Linked DNA regions of Mus musculus: regions 2, 3 and 4 are each linked to region 1. The links are chromatin contacts, called in public HiChIP or PLAC-seq and promoter capture Hi-C maps. All regions are on one chromosome and are shown on one strand. The core of a region is the stretch at or near the end of the contact, and the rest is flanking DNA. Distances in the headings are between cores, read along the strand shown.

Region 1 (3,597 bases), core at 784-3,283:
AATCAGCATTAGATTAATGTATGAGCAGTTATTAGCATGATGCAATGTGCAAAAGACAATTAAAGATCATTATATAATTTTAGTTTGTCTTTTATGACTCAAGAATTTGATTTCCTTTATTTGGTAAATTAAGTTTGCATACATGAAAAGACAGAAACATAATATCCACTTACTAAGACACATTCAATTAATAGTATCCTTTATTGTTCTTTAAGTTGTTAATGCTACTATGTAACAATGCTTATAACTCCAAAGAGGAGCCTGTCCCAGAAACAGGTCAATTCATGTTTCAAACAAGGCTGTTTACACAGTTAAAAGTTGTAAACAGAATCAAGTTAACACTTTATAATAAGCAGGAAGTAAATAATATGGCTCAAGGTTTAGTGTCTGTATTTTTCGGAATCAAAAATAGTAGAAACTGCAAACATAACTACTAAGATTTGCCTCAACTACTATCTTTTTTTTTTTCCACTTCTATCTGCACTTTACTCTTATGTAAACATACAGTAAATTTGGATAGTATCTACTATGGCTGAGACTAGGTTTAAGAAACTGCATTCAACAATAGTTAAGCAGAATTTACCCTATTAAGAAAAATACGGTTTTCAACACTTGCTGTTGTGACATATATTTGAGTAAAATAAAGACTTGAAGAGAAAATAGACCCTATAGGATTACTATGTTGCAAAACTGTGTTGCAAAAATACATGTTGGGGGTTGAGAGGACGGTTAAAGACCCTGGCAAAAGACTAGTTATTCTCTTTGCCCAGAACAACCTAATAGCACTTTTTCTATTCCCACAGCAACAGTGTTAATAACCAACTCAAAATTTCTATATGACACAATAAAAGAAAATATAAGCAACAAATATCCCTACAACTGTTTCAAATAATTCTACTGACTCTGAACTTGAGTCAACTGCTTTCTAAAAATTTCTCTTACTTTTCATGTGTTTGTTCCATTACAACCCTAAGTCCTAAGTAAATAAACACACAAAAATTTTAAGATTTCAAATGGAATGAAATTGGCAATACTTTAACAAATACAGTACTTTTCTACAATCTTTCGTCAATCTTTGACAAGGGAAAGGTTCTTGGTTGAACATTTCTTGTCCCCCACCTCTCGTGTTTAAGGACACATTTTTTCCCCCAAGATTGTATCCAATTTCAAAAGTGGCAGTTTCACTGCTGGCTCTCTGGAAAGTTATTAATCAGGAGTACTAACTTTTAAAACGCCAGTGTGACTTTGCAATTTGAACAAGTCAGTTCAGGACACTCGGACTGCTGGCTTTTTAATCTCCGTGGTTGGGAACCACAACTAGAAGCTACAGGTGGTGGGACCATTTGGCTAGGGAAGGGGCCAATTTCATTCTGAGTCATAACTGTACACTAACTTAACTTGTGGCACAAACCGTCTTCCTCAATTTCTGACACACAGAACTGGCTGCAGCTAAAAATTACTGAGGAATGTGAAGGGGGCATATGAGACAAAAGTAGTCGCCAGCTCTTTAGGACCTCACTAAAAATGGAGGTCTACTTTTTGCAGAGCAAGAGCGTTCAGGTTCCAAAGAACTTGTCACTAGCTGACTTACTCGGCAAAGTTTCTGGAGAAGTCAGCTTATCACTAACTTTGGAGAGGAAATAACTTGGGGGAGAAAGACAGACGTTATCTAAATGGGGGAAGTGCAGGGATTGGGGAATGGGGACCAAGATGGACAAGAGCAGGGCAGCAAGAGAAACCTATTGCTTTCTGGAGCCAACTTAAGGAAGCAAGTTGATCCCCAGGACAGATCCCACCTGCCTCCCTCCAGGGGACTTGCGGAGGAGCACCACCCCCTGTACCCAGGAGGGGGAAGGTTGTGGTCACAGGCAGTCAAACCTGAGCGCTTGGCCCGGGCTCTTCGTTCCAAGAGCTTCCAGCTTACTTCAGCCATGAGTCCCTCAGCCCCCGCCATCGCACAGTGCCCACCACCCCAGCTGCCAGTCAGCGAGGCCGGCCCGGCCCCGCCCCCTCGCGCGACACTGTCGGGAGGCACGACAGCCGGAAGTGAGTTCCCGGGCAGACGCCGCCCTAGCTCCTCGGCGTCTTGGTCGTCGGAGAAACAGCCCCAGGGCAGCGTGAGAGTGCAGCGAGGGGCTGCCCGTGAGGCCGCACCCCGAGTCTTTTCTCGGTCGGCCGGTCAGTCGCACGGTGCTTTGCGGCTGCCGTCAAGCGCGGCGGAGGCCGGCCGGGCCGAAGGCGCCATGGCGGCAGGCCGGCTTCCTAGCGCCAGGGCGGTGCTGGCCCCGCTGTTCTTGGGGCTCGCGCTGCTGAGCGTTGGGCCTGCCCCGGCGCGGGCTCTGCACAACGTCACGGCCGAGCTCTTTGGGGCTGAGGCCTGGGGCACCCTGGCGGCCTTCGGTGACCTCAACTCCGACAAACAGACGGACCTCTTCGTGCTGCGGGAAAGTCAGTGCTTGCCGGCCCTCCTCTGTCTGCCCCTCCCGGTGTACCCACGCCCCCTGATTCCTGTTACCCTACCTCTTGCATTTCCCAGTCTTCTGGCTCTCCCTTTATCTTCAGCACAGGGACAGCTTTCCCCTGTTTTTATCAACCCTCGGTCCTAACTCAGTAACCCCGCGGCTTGACCATCAGCCCAACCCTTAAGAACACACCAACCTCCCTTCATCTAGAAACCTCTAGCCTTCATATGGCGAATGATCACCTGCCTGCCAAAGGTCTTCCAGATTTCTAAGAACCTTGGTTTCTGGTCTAAGCATTTGCTTTCCCGTCTTTTTTCCAATCTTCCACCCCCTTTGATGAGAAAACATGCAAGCTGACAGTTTCTTGTGAGAGATGTTCTGCCTTCACCTCCTACTAATTCTGCCCTTCCTTGTGTTAAGATCTTTAAAGGCACTGTGCCTTCCTCAGGCACCAAATTCTCCACCACTCACACCAGCCTCTGTTGTTGTTAACTGCTGATAAACGCAGTGCCTCCTTGGTCATACATTCTCAAACTTCAGACTTCTCCAGCATAAGGTGCCTTAGCTTAGTGTACATCTGGCCCCTCCTCATCTTGAGTACTGCTATAGTCTTCATCCAACTTGCCATTGAAAGTTCATTAACCACATTAAGCCTTAAAAGAAAAAATGTCTGATGCTGACCAAGTGCATCGGTTGGTGGTTAAGGACCAAGGCCATGAATAAAGTTTAAAGCCCCTACAAAGCTGACTGGCAGGATCCTGACAAGGTCTTTTGAGTGCTCTTTCCAGGACCCCAGAACCTCTTATAAGACCTGGATGGTTTTTCCTCTATTTGAATGATTACCCACATTGCAAGAATACTCAAAGTCTGTAGCTAATCTATCCAAACTAGATACAGAGACATTGAAGATATCCTGTGCTTGATTAAGCGTTTCTGAAAGTCTGTCCCAATGAACATTAATTGACCCATCCATGTGGAAGCAAAGGGGGAAGTGTGGAGGGCTCTGCTTTTTCTGCTTATGTGTTGACTTATATCCTTGTAACTTGTGAGTAGATGTTTTAGTAGGAATTCCTGGATCCTTGGTATGATGATAACAGCCTATGAGGGAGACCTGATTGGATGTGGAAAACACAAG
Region 2 (3,597 bases), core at 763-3,262, 910 kb before region 1:
ACCACTCTCACTTGAGATTGAGTCTTACACCACAGATTGCCTTTGCTTAGAAAACCTTTCCCTCTCCACAGGTAAAACTCTCACCCTTTAACCACAGCCCACTTCAAACTTCAAAGCCTCCGTGAATTCTTTTTTTGGTGTCAACAGGATGAGAAATATTGTCCCTTAGGAAAAGCACTAGAGTGCCTTGGTCCTCAAAGCATAGCTTTCTCTGAACTCCATAGGCCTCTAAGCACCCAGAGACCTCACACCCTCTCCTCCTCAGCTCACCCACTAAGAAAAAAACCAATAGTGGAGAAGTGGACAGTCACAGGTTATCTTCAGAATTGTTTTTCTACTTCCTTAATGTCTCTACCTTTTACAGCCTTCCCCCAATCTTGTTAATTGCTTCTTGTCTTTTGGTTTTGTGGTAGACACCTGTGTTCTCACACACTTGAGTTAGATATTTCATTAGTACCAGGCACTTGTTTTGGGAATTTTTTCTCTCACAGTGGTAGCAGTAAGTTTATATTTGTGTCTCCTGCTAGATAATACTTAAGTGCCTAGCTTAGTTTCTCAGGACTAGTTGATGATTAATATCCTCAGGACTAGTTGATGATTTAGTATTCTCAGGACTAGTTGATAATTATCATTTGTCCAACGAATATGAGAGTGAATGTATGACTTCCTACTTGGTAAGTTTCATGACAAAGCAGAGTTTATGATGGGTTATCTTAGACTCCCTATGTAAATCAAGTATTTTAAATGAACAAGAACACCACTAATATCGACAATCTTCATGAACCTACATAATGCAAGCTCCTTATCTGGCTGTTGAGCTTTGGGGACCAACAGATTTGTAGTATATGGTGCTTTTAACTTAATTAATTTACATTCTCAACTGTTTGGTTGTGCTAATGGTCTCAGAGGAAGGGCTACAGTGAGATACTAGATCGAGAATAGAAATATCAACACAAGCACAGATTACAAATACATTGAGGAAAGCTGAACATTCATTGAGAACAAATTTGAGTTCTGGAAGAGGGCGGAGTTTGTGCTGATGGAAGGCTGAGAGGAGACTTTTCTTCCTTTCTTGAAACCCCATAGAAAAAGTACTTTTCTCACAGCATTGCATTTCTACAGTTCTTCCCTGAAAATCTGCTCAGGATTTGTAAACGCCTTACATTCGGTTAACCTAGTCAGACAGAGGCATCCATGGAAAGACTAACGGGGACTCTGCGAGATGGCTCAGCAGAGGCCCTGCCACCAAGGCTGGCCACTTGCGCTCCACCCCCAGCACTCGCAACTCGTCCTCTGACCTCCACACAATCCCACACCCCAGAATCAAATCTAAAGGTTTCTACCCCTTCACTCGCAACTGGGGACTGAGTCTCAGCCCAGGCAACCACTCCTCACGAAAGCACCCGTAACCCTTGAGATGAGGTCTTCATTTATTTTGGATAAAAGGTCTCCCCGGGAAGTCCCAGAAAACTCTGTATAAACCAGACTGGCCCCAAACTTGTGAAGATCCTGCTTCTGCTTGCCTAGTGCACGGCTCCGTTTTTTAACCTAAAGCAGCAGGGTGGACAGTCCCCAACATCAGCTTCCCAGATGAGTGGGAAAGTGGACTTAAAGGCGTGCTTCTTACTGGCCAGCTTTCAACGAGCCTACCGGGAGGCGCGGCCCTCTTCTCCTCCAGGAGTGGGGTCGTGGAGGCCGCTACAGACCGCGGACCCGGAGAGAGGACGGCGCGAACCCAGTCAATCCCACAGTAACGGCCCGAGACAGCGCAGCCGCCTCGTGGGGATGCTCGGGACGCTGCTCCGGTAACCGAAGCGTCTCGACGCCAACCGCCACCGAGTGCGGGCAGCAGCCGCCAGCCGCTTCTGCGCGTGCGTGGCCGTGGGAAGCCCCGCCCAGCCGGGTTCGGTGCGCGCTCCCGCTCATGGCGGCCGCCGCAGTGTGTGGTACTTAGCGGGCGCGCGCGGCGAGCTCGAGAGCGCGCGGGGCGGCGGCGGCGGCGGCAGGGAAGCCGGGCTGCCGGGCGGGCGCGCTCTCGAGGGCGGCGGCCCAGGGTGTCCCGTCGGTCTCGGTGCCGGGAGAGGTGGAGGCGCGGCCCGCGGTGGCGGCGGTGACGGTGGCGGTGGCGGTGGCGGCGGCGGCAGCTGGCGACCGGGCGCGTTAGACGGGGCCGGGGTCCGCGGCGCGCTCTCCGCCCACAGGTAAGCGGGCGGCCTGGAGGGAGGAGCTGGCCGCGGCCCGGGGAGGGCCGGCGGGTCCCCTCGCGGAGCCGCGGCGCCTTTGTCTCGGCCTCTCCGGGCGGGCCCAGCCGACAGCGGCGGCTCCGGGAGGCGGAGGGCGGGCGGGCGCGCCGAGACTACGGCCCGCGCCCTCGCTCAGTCTTTGTTGTGTGGCCCGGTGTACGGCCAACATGGCGGAGGTCAGCCGCGCGCTTCGCGGGCCGCGGTCGGGCCTTGCCTCGGCGGCTCCGGGAGGGCGGCCTCCCCCGGACCCGCGCCTTTATTGTGCGGGGAAGAACGCAGCCTCCTCCCTTGTTTATGTCGCCACGAGCGAGCGCGCGGACGCCCGCCTGGGCAGCTCCAGCCTTTAAGCCTAAGCCTTGCTCCGCCCAGCTTCCTTTGCGGGATAGTTCGGGGTCCCTCCAAGCTCCCAGATGCAACTTAGTGTGTACGCCCTGGGCCGCTGCGGACCGTCTGTTCCTGGAAAGATACAGAATTTGTTTGCCCTGGCATAAGAGTTACATTTGTGCATTCGGTAAATGAGGCCATGTAGCTGATTTGTCAAAGTCATGGAAGCCCTGAACGTGGATGTAGGACAGGGATCTTACTGCTCTTTCTAGCGTTGAGCATTTACCATTTCTTGCTAGGCTATTGTCCAGGGTGAAATGTTAACTTGTAAAAGCGCTTGGAGCATGGGCTCCGAACTCTGCCCTCCTGCTTTGATTCCAATCCTGCCCCACGGGTTTGTGACCTTGGGCACGATTTTGGTGCTTCATTTTGCTAATCTGCAAAATGGGTCTGATGGAGAGTATTTGTCTCAAGCCTATTGAGAACCGATGAGATGGGAAATAGTTGATGTGCAGAGAGCTCTTAGTAAGTGCTAAGCTATTACAGTAAATGATTACTGCTAAAGGTCCTTGCCTCATAAAATTCGCTTAAGTTATTTTGGCATGGATGCGTTGGAAGTACATAGCCCAAAATGTTTGAAATCGGGTTATATAAAACCGGGTTAGTATTTGGGTTTTACTGTTTTAAGAAATGAAAGGGTTTAGAGGACAGAATGCTATGCTTTGTGAGATGATGGAATTTGGGGATTTGAGCGATAAGGGATGTGAATGCGTGGTGGAATTTGGAAAGTCACTGAAGTTTCCTTTAAGCAGGTTTAGTTTATGGATCAGTTCACTTTCAAGGACTTCAATTACCTAACTTGGAAAAGTAGGACAGTGACTCCCTTTAATTAGTGTTGTTACCTGTGGTGTCACCGTCTCCTTCAGAAGCTGCTGAAGAGCAAAGCCTGCTGTGACAAATGAGATGGCATAGTAACTGTCTCGGAGCGGAGCGCTCACGTGGTGGGAAATGTGTTTACCTTTGGGATAAG
Region 3 (3,597 bases), core at 545-3,044, 850 kb before region 1:
GCAGTGAGTTTTAGAAGAATGATATTGTGTGGTTTGCTGGAAAATGGATCAACATGAGTCATCAAATGAAGTAAAATGAGCTGGACTCAGAAAGCAGAATTGGAGGAGAGGAGAATGGCTGGCACAGGTGGTGACTCCACTAAGAACACATGGCACACTTGAGCTGCCCTTCTGAAACCCAGCACTACCATGACACCAAGAGAGTTCTTGATGTATCTACTTCAACCAGGAGACTACACCCTTGCTACAAGTTCTACTCAATTTGCAGATCTGACTTTTAGCAGAGCATACAGTAAGCATTCAGCAATCTAGCTCACTCAGTAATTAAATAAACCAACATACTCCAAGCCACATGATCCTGTGTGATACCAGAAAAATCTGCCTCAGTTTCTCGAAGAGTCAAGAATTACTTAACGAAATTCATTTTCTATGGTTAAGATTCAGAAGACATTCTCAATTGTTTGGATCAGTTTAGCTATGAAGACCATTCAACAAATCTAAGAAGCCCAATAGAACCCCAAGTATTCTTGTAGCTTAGTGGGGCTAGTTTTCTCTTCATTGCAGCTCGCATTCCATCTGCATACAAAGGCAACCACTGTTCAGAGCCAGGCCAGTACCCATATGGGAACAATTGGTAAATTGGTGCAAATATCAGTTGTGGGGCAGTGAACCGAGCCATCAAACAGCAAACTTGGTAAGGTCGACTGGATTCAGAAACCCCAGTACCTTCATACCAGAGGATGGTAGGTGTTTCATCTACTCCCAACCAGGCTTCTGTCCTGGAACACAAGGCCATGACACCCCATGGAGAGGACTGTGACAATCAGTCACGAAGGGGCAACACCTGAAGGCCCTCCACACGCAGATGAGGCATCCCTAACATCTCAGACCAAGCCAATAGAAAGCATCTGCCTTTGAACCCCACCCCACCCCACCCCAAAATGTATATAAGATCCTACCCACAAGGAATAAAACACATCAAAGACTGTCTGAGAGTGTCTGTCGTATAGAGCTGTAGCACTTTGGGGAAGAGAGTTCACTTCTAAAGCTTTCACTGCTGGAAGCTGCAGTCACTTCCCGATTGGTGGCCCCAAACTTAGCTCCTAGTCACCAAGCTGACAGCTTGTGGGCCCCTTGTAGTGTCCCTCAGGAGCAACAGCAGCACATATAGATCTGACTCCAACTCCTGGCTTGCAGCACCTGCTGTGTAGCGTCCTGCCCAATGGCACAGACTCTGGAGCAGTGGAGGCTTCGGAAGACTGACTCCCCTTCCCCTTCCTTTGGAGAGTGCAACTCCTTAGCTGCTCAGGTCAGGCTAGAGCCCCTCAGATCTCCGAAGATAGCGTCCAGTACACAGACCAGCAATCAGGCTCAGGAAGAAATATTTAGTATGTCTTCATGATATTGGCAGATGTGAATAACGTATTTCATTTCAACATTAGAATACTGTCTGATTTTGAATTTTAGACACCACACTCTGCTACTAAACACATAGGATTTACCATGGAAGCTTTCTGTCTCTGGGCCTAGAATTTATCATTTTAGTTTGCAGAAGGCTACAAAAGCCCCCAATCTTTATCAGCAAGCCAAGTGTCTTGAAAAATTAAAGTGTCTCTGAAATCCATATTCCCCACCAGGAACCTCAGTCCCATGACCGAGGCAGATTTCCAATTGTTCTGAGCTACCAATGTAATCAAAGGGCAGGAACGACCTGACAAGATGAAGGAGGACTTCCAACACTGAAAATGTGAAACAGAATCCACACTTCCACGCCCTGTTTATGTAACCTGGGTCTTGAGTAAGAAACTTCAGTGTTGGTAAAATGTTCTTCTGATAACGAAAGTGTCTGAGACTGCAATGACTGCTACAGCTTTTCAATGAGCAAACTTGCTGGCAACAGGCAGAGTTCCAAGCTGCCCAGTCTGAAGATCAGGACAATGGAGGTTAGCTTTATTAGCGCCCACAAAGATACAGAAATGATGACTTGTCACAACCTTCCCATTAGACCCAGGCACTACTCTAGAAACTACTCACTTCTGAGTCTTGTAAATCTAAAATGAGCACCCCAAAGCATGTGGTTTTGGTGTATGGAGGCAGATATACAAATCATTCTCTTCATTCTAAATCCACCCAGAAAGAAAGGCATGAAGGTAGGTTAAAATGTTTGAGGACTTATATGTAACTAGAAGCCTTCTAATTACTTTTTCTTCACTAAAAATAAAAAAGGTGCCTTAAAAAAAGTTTTATTAAGAGACATATGCTTATATACGTCTGTCTTCCACTTCTGTGCTTGGTGCCTATAGAGGTCAAGAGCGGGCATCAGCTTCTGTGGACTGGAGTCACAGATGGCCGTGAGCCACACTGTGGGTTCTGTGGACTGGAGTCACAGATGGCCGTGAGCCACACTGTGGGTTCTGTGGACTGGAGTCACAGACGGCCGTGAGCCACACTGTGGGTTCTGGGAAGCAAATCTTCTGCTTCCCCTGCAAGAGCAGGAAGTGCTCTTAACTGCAGAGCCAACTCTCCAGCCCCATGAATGAAGTTTTTATGTCTTCAAACAAGAACAAGATCCACATTGAAGGCTGACAAATGTCTCAACTTTTGCTAAAGATTCATTCATTTAGGGGTCTTTATAGATTTTTTTTTTCCCCCTCAAGGCCACTGAACAGTGGACCAAACCTATTCTTACTGCTTTTGTGTCACAGAAATTTCTACTCTCTCTCAACACCCAAAGACAGGATTTCTCTAGAATTCTCAACAAATTATTCTCTGGGAAATGGGGCTGTATCAACAGAAATTAAATGTATAAAATCCTCAGAATAAATGCTGCTCATACACTAAAACTGGATACAGAGTAGATTTGTGTCTTCTCTTGTTGCTAAAACTCCTTCTCAGGGGAGACATAAGCAGAGCCTACTCCTTCTCCTTAAGGTCCAGTGACAACCCAAGATATAACTCCACAAATGTTCACACTGGGTAACCTTTGAGTCTACTGAGCTTCCTTACAGAGTGTAGGTGATGGGTGTAAGTATTCCTACCCTGGCAAGCCACCACAGGGAAACCTTTACCCAGCAGAGATGTAGGCTTGCCTGTATCTGTACTGATAGAGTGCCCTTCTCCACCATTCTTACCGAATCTATGTACTTTAGCCCCTCTTCCAGGCCACATGCAATTAAGGCAGAGTTGTACACAAAACTCGGTAGGAAACAAGGGAGTATGGCTAAATCTCTCCAGCTAATGGTTGCTTGGCTTGGAGGACAGTCACTTGAAACTCCTCTTCAAGTAGTACACTGTTGGGCACAGTGCCATTTGCCTGTAATCCTAGTTTTGGGGAGGCTGAGGTAGAAAGATGGTACATTTGAGATCAGAATGGATTACAAAATGTACCCCTCTCACTCCCAGCATTCCTTGTTCTCTGCTTATTGATCCATTAGGGACTCCAGGAGTTGGCTGAAAGCTTCCAACCATCATGATTGACTGCCTCTTAAATGGCGAAAAAAATCCACCCTTTCTTCCTTAACTTTGTTCTGTCAGGTATTCTGTCACAGCAACAGGAAAGTAACTAACACAGTGGCCTGTTGGTCTTAAGAAAGATGA
Region 4 (3,597 bases), core at 500-2,999, 780 kb before region 1:
ACACTTATGAAATCCATTCAGAGCCAGGAACCCTTCATTTGAAAATAAGGAGGGGAAGGAGGCTCTCCAACCTGCTCTTCAGTATCAATACATTGAGCAAGAACTTGAGAAAAGAGCTTAAAGATAACATCTGCTAAGACACACTATAGACTAGTACTGTCCAATAAAAATACAAGCCATACTCGTGATTTTAGTATCCACAGGTGATTTTAGGTGAAGTGGTCAGAATATTAACATTGTAACATTTATTCTATGTAACATTAATTAAGCAGGGCAGTGGCACACGCCTTTAATCCCAGCACTTGGGAGGCAGAGGCAGGCGGATTTCTGAGTTCAAGGCCAGCCTGGTCTACAGAGTGAGTTCCAGGACAGCCAGGGCCACACAGAGAAACCCTGTCTCGAAAAAGAAAAAGGAAATTCACGTTTTCTCAAACTATAGTGTGCACTGTACATTTATGACACATTTAGGGTGACCAACTGCCTTGAGCTGCCTAGAATTGACAGCCTTTCTGGGCACACATGCACTCTAGTGTTAAAACTCATATTAGAGCATGCACACTTCAAGTGCTCTATACGCACAATCACTGTGCAGTCCAGGGAAGCATGGGGCAAACCAGTCTGCACAGATGGACCTTCAAGACACACCTAAGAGACATGGGAAATCACAGGGGAAGAGTCAGACGCAGGTGAAATCTACCACCCAAGTCAACGAACCAGAGCCGGGACACAGGGCTATCCAGTGACATCCCCCGGGCCTAAGATAAAAATGCCAGGAAGGAGCAAAGGTGAGCCTAGAGGCTGGGAAGACTGTAGTGGGAGACCCCAAGGAAAATGCTAACAGGAATGGCCCTTCATGAAGGGGAGGCCGTCGGGGAATAGAGAAAATAGGTAACAACATGTAAAACAAAGCACCCAAAAGTTAACTGCGTAGTTTAGGCATGAGCAGGAAAAAGAAAGAAAGAAAGAGAGAGAGAGAGAGAGAGAGAGAGAGAGAGAGAGAGAGAGATAGATAGATAGATAGATAGATCTAGATTTATAATGTTTCAGCTGGAGAACATGACCGGAGGTTGACTGAAAGAAAGGGGACAGGGTGAAAGGTGGTATGGGGGAGGGGCCCGGGCGCTGGGCGGTGAAGAAGGCTATGTAGGACACGAATTCACATCAGATAAGCACCAGCAACAGGCAGCAAATGAACTGCACAGAGTTTCCACCCGTGTCAGGCATTGCTCCGTGACTGATCCGGCTCACTAACGGTCACTGGCGAAAAGCGTCCCTCCCACTTTTCACGCTGGGGAGACTTGAGCCACAACTCCGCTCACAGGCCGCCGGGGCGCGAGTCCCGGAGGGCCTCCCTCCGAGTGCCCGGCGGGCCTACCTGTGCAATGGTGGCAGGTCCTGCGTGTCGCTGGCCGGGTCGGGTGTGTTGGGGATGACTCCTAGAATGGTGCTCTGCAACGACGTGCCCTTGAGCAAGCGGCTCCGCACCAGCTGCAAGTTGCGGGCCGTGTCCACACTTGTGCGCATAGTGGAGCCAGGCAGCAACACACTCTCGTGGGTCAACAGCAGCGGAAGGCGGCTGGGGATCTGGATGGGGCTCACGGAGGACATGGCCACTGGTCGTCAACACCAGAGGTGTCAGGAGGACTCCCAAGTACGAACTCTACACTTCCTTCGCCGAACGCACCGCAGCCGTCACTCGACGGCCCGCCCCCAGGCCTGAGTGCCGCCGCTTCCGGCACCGCCCCTTCCCCAGGCTCCGGTCCCCAGGCCTGCCGCCGCTTCCGGCCCCGCCCCTTCTCCAGGCTCCCAGACTTCTGCCCGGACGCTTCGGACTCGCCCCCGGGCCATGTGCTGCTGTTTCCGGGCCCGCCCACAACCCTTCCGGAGGCCGCAGCGGCTAAGCCTTCCGGTCTGTCACTCTCCCCCCCCCCCCCCCCCCAAAGCTAAAGCGTAGCGGCTTCTGGCTCCGCCCCTAGACCCAAACCCCTCAATTTCTGGCTGCATCCCCAGGCTGGTCCCTACATTAAACACCTCCGCTCCCCGCTAGCCCAGAGATACCCAATTTCTGTCGCTTCGCTCAGCCCTTCTCTCTGAACCAGTGATGCCAGACGACAAGCAAACCTGGTGCACAGACAGCATGAACAGTGCCTGCATTTAAATTCGGAAGGAATGTTGAGAAGGACGGTGTGCACTAGACATTTTTAAACCTTTTTATTGAATAGATTTTATATTTTAACAAGTATCCTATACCTCTCACTCGGTTTTCCCTATTATGTTGCATAACCATGGTTCACATAACCCAGGAAATTAGTATTACCATTACCTAATCCATAGACCTTCTCCCAAGCTGGTGGGTTTTACTATCGTCCTTAATTTTTCACTTTGTTTATCTCCTGGATCTCTTAAGTCTGTGATATTGCTTCCATCTTTGCTTTATTTTATTAGTATTTTAAACAGATACTTTTAAAAAAGGGGCATTCAATTATTTGTAGAAGGTCACAATTTGGATGATAGATTCTAGGTTGTGGTCTGAGTCACTGAGGTCTAGAGGGAGGGTGAACTGGTAGGTGATGATCTTGGTTGTGACACACTCATCAAGTATGCATTGTGTAGATATCTTGAGATAGACTTTGGGAGTAATATAAAGAAAAAATATATACAATAACTTACCTTTTTATTAAGAGTCTTATCTGGAGAGTAGAGGACTTATACTCTGAGATTCCTGGTGTCTTTTTAAAAATGGTACTTGGGATTGGACCAAGGGCTCTGAACATGGTAGGTATTTTATGAGGAAACTATGACCATCTTAAAAACCTTGGGGCATATTTTTTAAAAAAACTTTATTTATTTTTATCATGCATACATATCCTAAAAGCAACAAGTGTTTTGTGTGCATACTAATGTCTGGACTTATTTTTGTTTAATAAATTAATTTTTTGATTTTATTATTTTCTTGGTCTCCTAGGACAGGGTCTTAACTGAGTCACACATATGGCCAAAGAAAAAGAGTCATTCCAGGATGATATATGGCCTTGCAGGCAGCCAAGAGGTCTAGCCTCTTGTAGACTGAACCCCAAACAGCTGTGCAGAACCATGTAATTGTCACACAAAAGTTGTTTTTAGAGTAAAACAGGAACTTCATACCAAAACCCAGGTCTAATCTGTGTGTTTCTTGAAGGAGCACCAAAACCTTGCAACTTCAATTCTTACTGTCTACTGTTTGCTGTACCCGACTATGCAAGCTGTTTCATGTTTGTCAGGGCCTTCTTGTGACTAAACTCACTGTTTTCTACAGTGATTTTTTTTTTTGGTAAGGTCTAAGTAATTCCAGAAAATAATTACTTCATTCTGATGTTTACCCTAGATACAATGACTCTACTAATTGTCCCACTCTAGGGCTTGCTATGCAAGATTGATTTCCAACTTGAAATCTTCCTATCTCAGCCAGGAGTGCTGACGTTAGAGATATGTTCCATCGTGTCTACCTTAGACTTAGTTTGACAAATACAAATTCATATTGCACTGTAAAGGTAGGGTGTGGTACAGTGTAGTGGTTTGAATGAAAAAAAAATGTCCCCCTTAGTCTCAGCTGTTTAA

Evidence for each region. Promoter capture Hi-C pulls out the DNA fragments that hold promoters and counts their contacts. HiChIP or PLAC-seq counts read pairs in DNA pulled down with a chosen protein or histone mark.
Region 2: an H3K27ac HiChIP or PLAC-seq map of embryonic stem cells shows a contact between it and region 1, with 6 times the contacts expected there. The contact joins the promoter of Siah1a here to the promoter of Itfg1 in region 1. A contact is called at or near these places in 10 of 39 promoter capture datasets (the 3T3-L1 cell line, HPC-7-derived erythroid cells, embryonic stem cells and 4 more), 1 of 484 Hi-C or Micro-C datasets (embryonic stem cells), 4 of 115 datasets of contacts at active chromatin or transcription factors (astrocytes, cardiomyocytes, embryonic stem cells and 1 more) and 3 of 9 other capture datasets (adipose tissue, embryonic stem cells and liver).
Region 3: an H3K27ac HiChIP or PLAC-seq map of large pre-B cells shows a contact between it and region 1, with 3 times the contacts expected there. The contact joins the enhancer-like site here to the promoter of Itfg1 in region 1. A contact is called at or near these places in 5 of 39 promoter capture datasets (the 3T3-L1 cell line, the C10 cell line, liver and 1 more) and 1 of 115 datasets of contacts at active chromatin or transcription factors (large pre-B cells).
Region 4: a promoter capture Hi-C map of embryonic stem cells shows a contact between it and region 1, with 5 times the contacts expected there. The contact joins the promoter of Lonp2 here to the promoter of Itfg1 in region 1. A contact is called at or near these places in 16 of 39 promoter capture datasets (the 3T3-L1 cell line, 3T3-L1-derived adipocytes, the C10 cell line and 9 more), 1 of 15 datasets of contacts at CTCF or cohesin (the NIH/3T3 cell line), 4 of 484 Hi-C or Micro-C datasets (CD8 T cells, embryonic stem cells and muscle stem cells), 12 of 115 datasets of contacts at active chromatin or transcription factors (DN3 thymocytes, bone marrow-derived macrophages, embryonic forebrain and 8 more) and 3 of 9 other capture datasets (adipose tissue, liver and macrophages).

What each region holds. Positions count from the first base shown.
Region 1 is chr8:85,839,385-85,842,981 of GRCm38.p6, reverse strand. Itfg1 (integrin alpha FG-GAP repeat containing 1) reads left to right here and starts at 2,033. Exons shown (of 18, transcript NM_028007.3): 1 at 2,033-2,448. The coding sequence starts at 2,244. Phkb (phosphorylase kinase beta) reads right to left here and starts at 1,994. Exons shown (of 32, transcript NM_199446.2): 1 at 1,879-1,994.
Region 2 is chr8:86,744,421-86,748,017 of GRCm38.p6, reverse strand. It overlaps Siah1a (siah E3 ubiquitin protein ligase 1A), which reads left to right and starts at 2,012. Exons shown (of 2, transcript NM_009172.2): 1 at 2,012-2,201. Gm10638 (predicted gene 10638) reads right to left here and starts at 2,319. Exons shown (of 1, transcript NR_027829.1): 1 at 958-2,319.
Region 3 is chr8:86,688,803-86,692,399 of GRCm38.p6, reverse strand. All of the region lies in intron 11 of Lonp2 (lon peptidase 2, peroxisomal), which reads right to left. Among named protein-coding and RNA genes, the nearest start is that of Gm22305, 19 kb to the right of the region's middle. Within about 2 kb of position 1,794, at least 20 of the 459 cell types and tissues checked have an H3K27ac peak or open chromatin away from gene starts, as enhancers often do.
Region 4 is chr8:86,622,195-86,625,791 of GRCm38.p6, reverse strand. It overlaps Lonp2 (lon peptidase 2, peroxisomal), which reads right to left and starts at 1,749. Exons shown (of 15, transcript NM_025827.3): 1 at 1,376-1,749. The coding sequence starts at 1,608.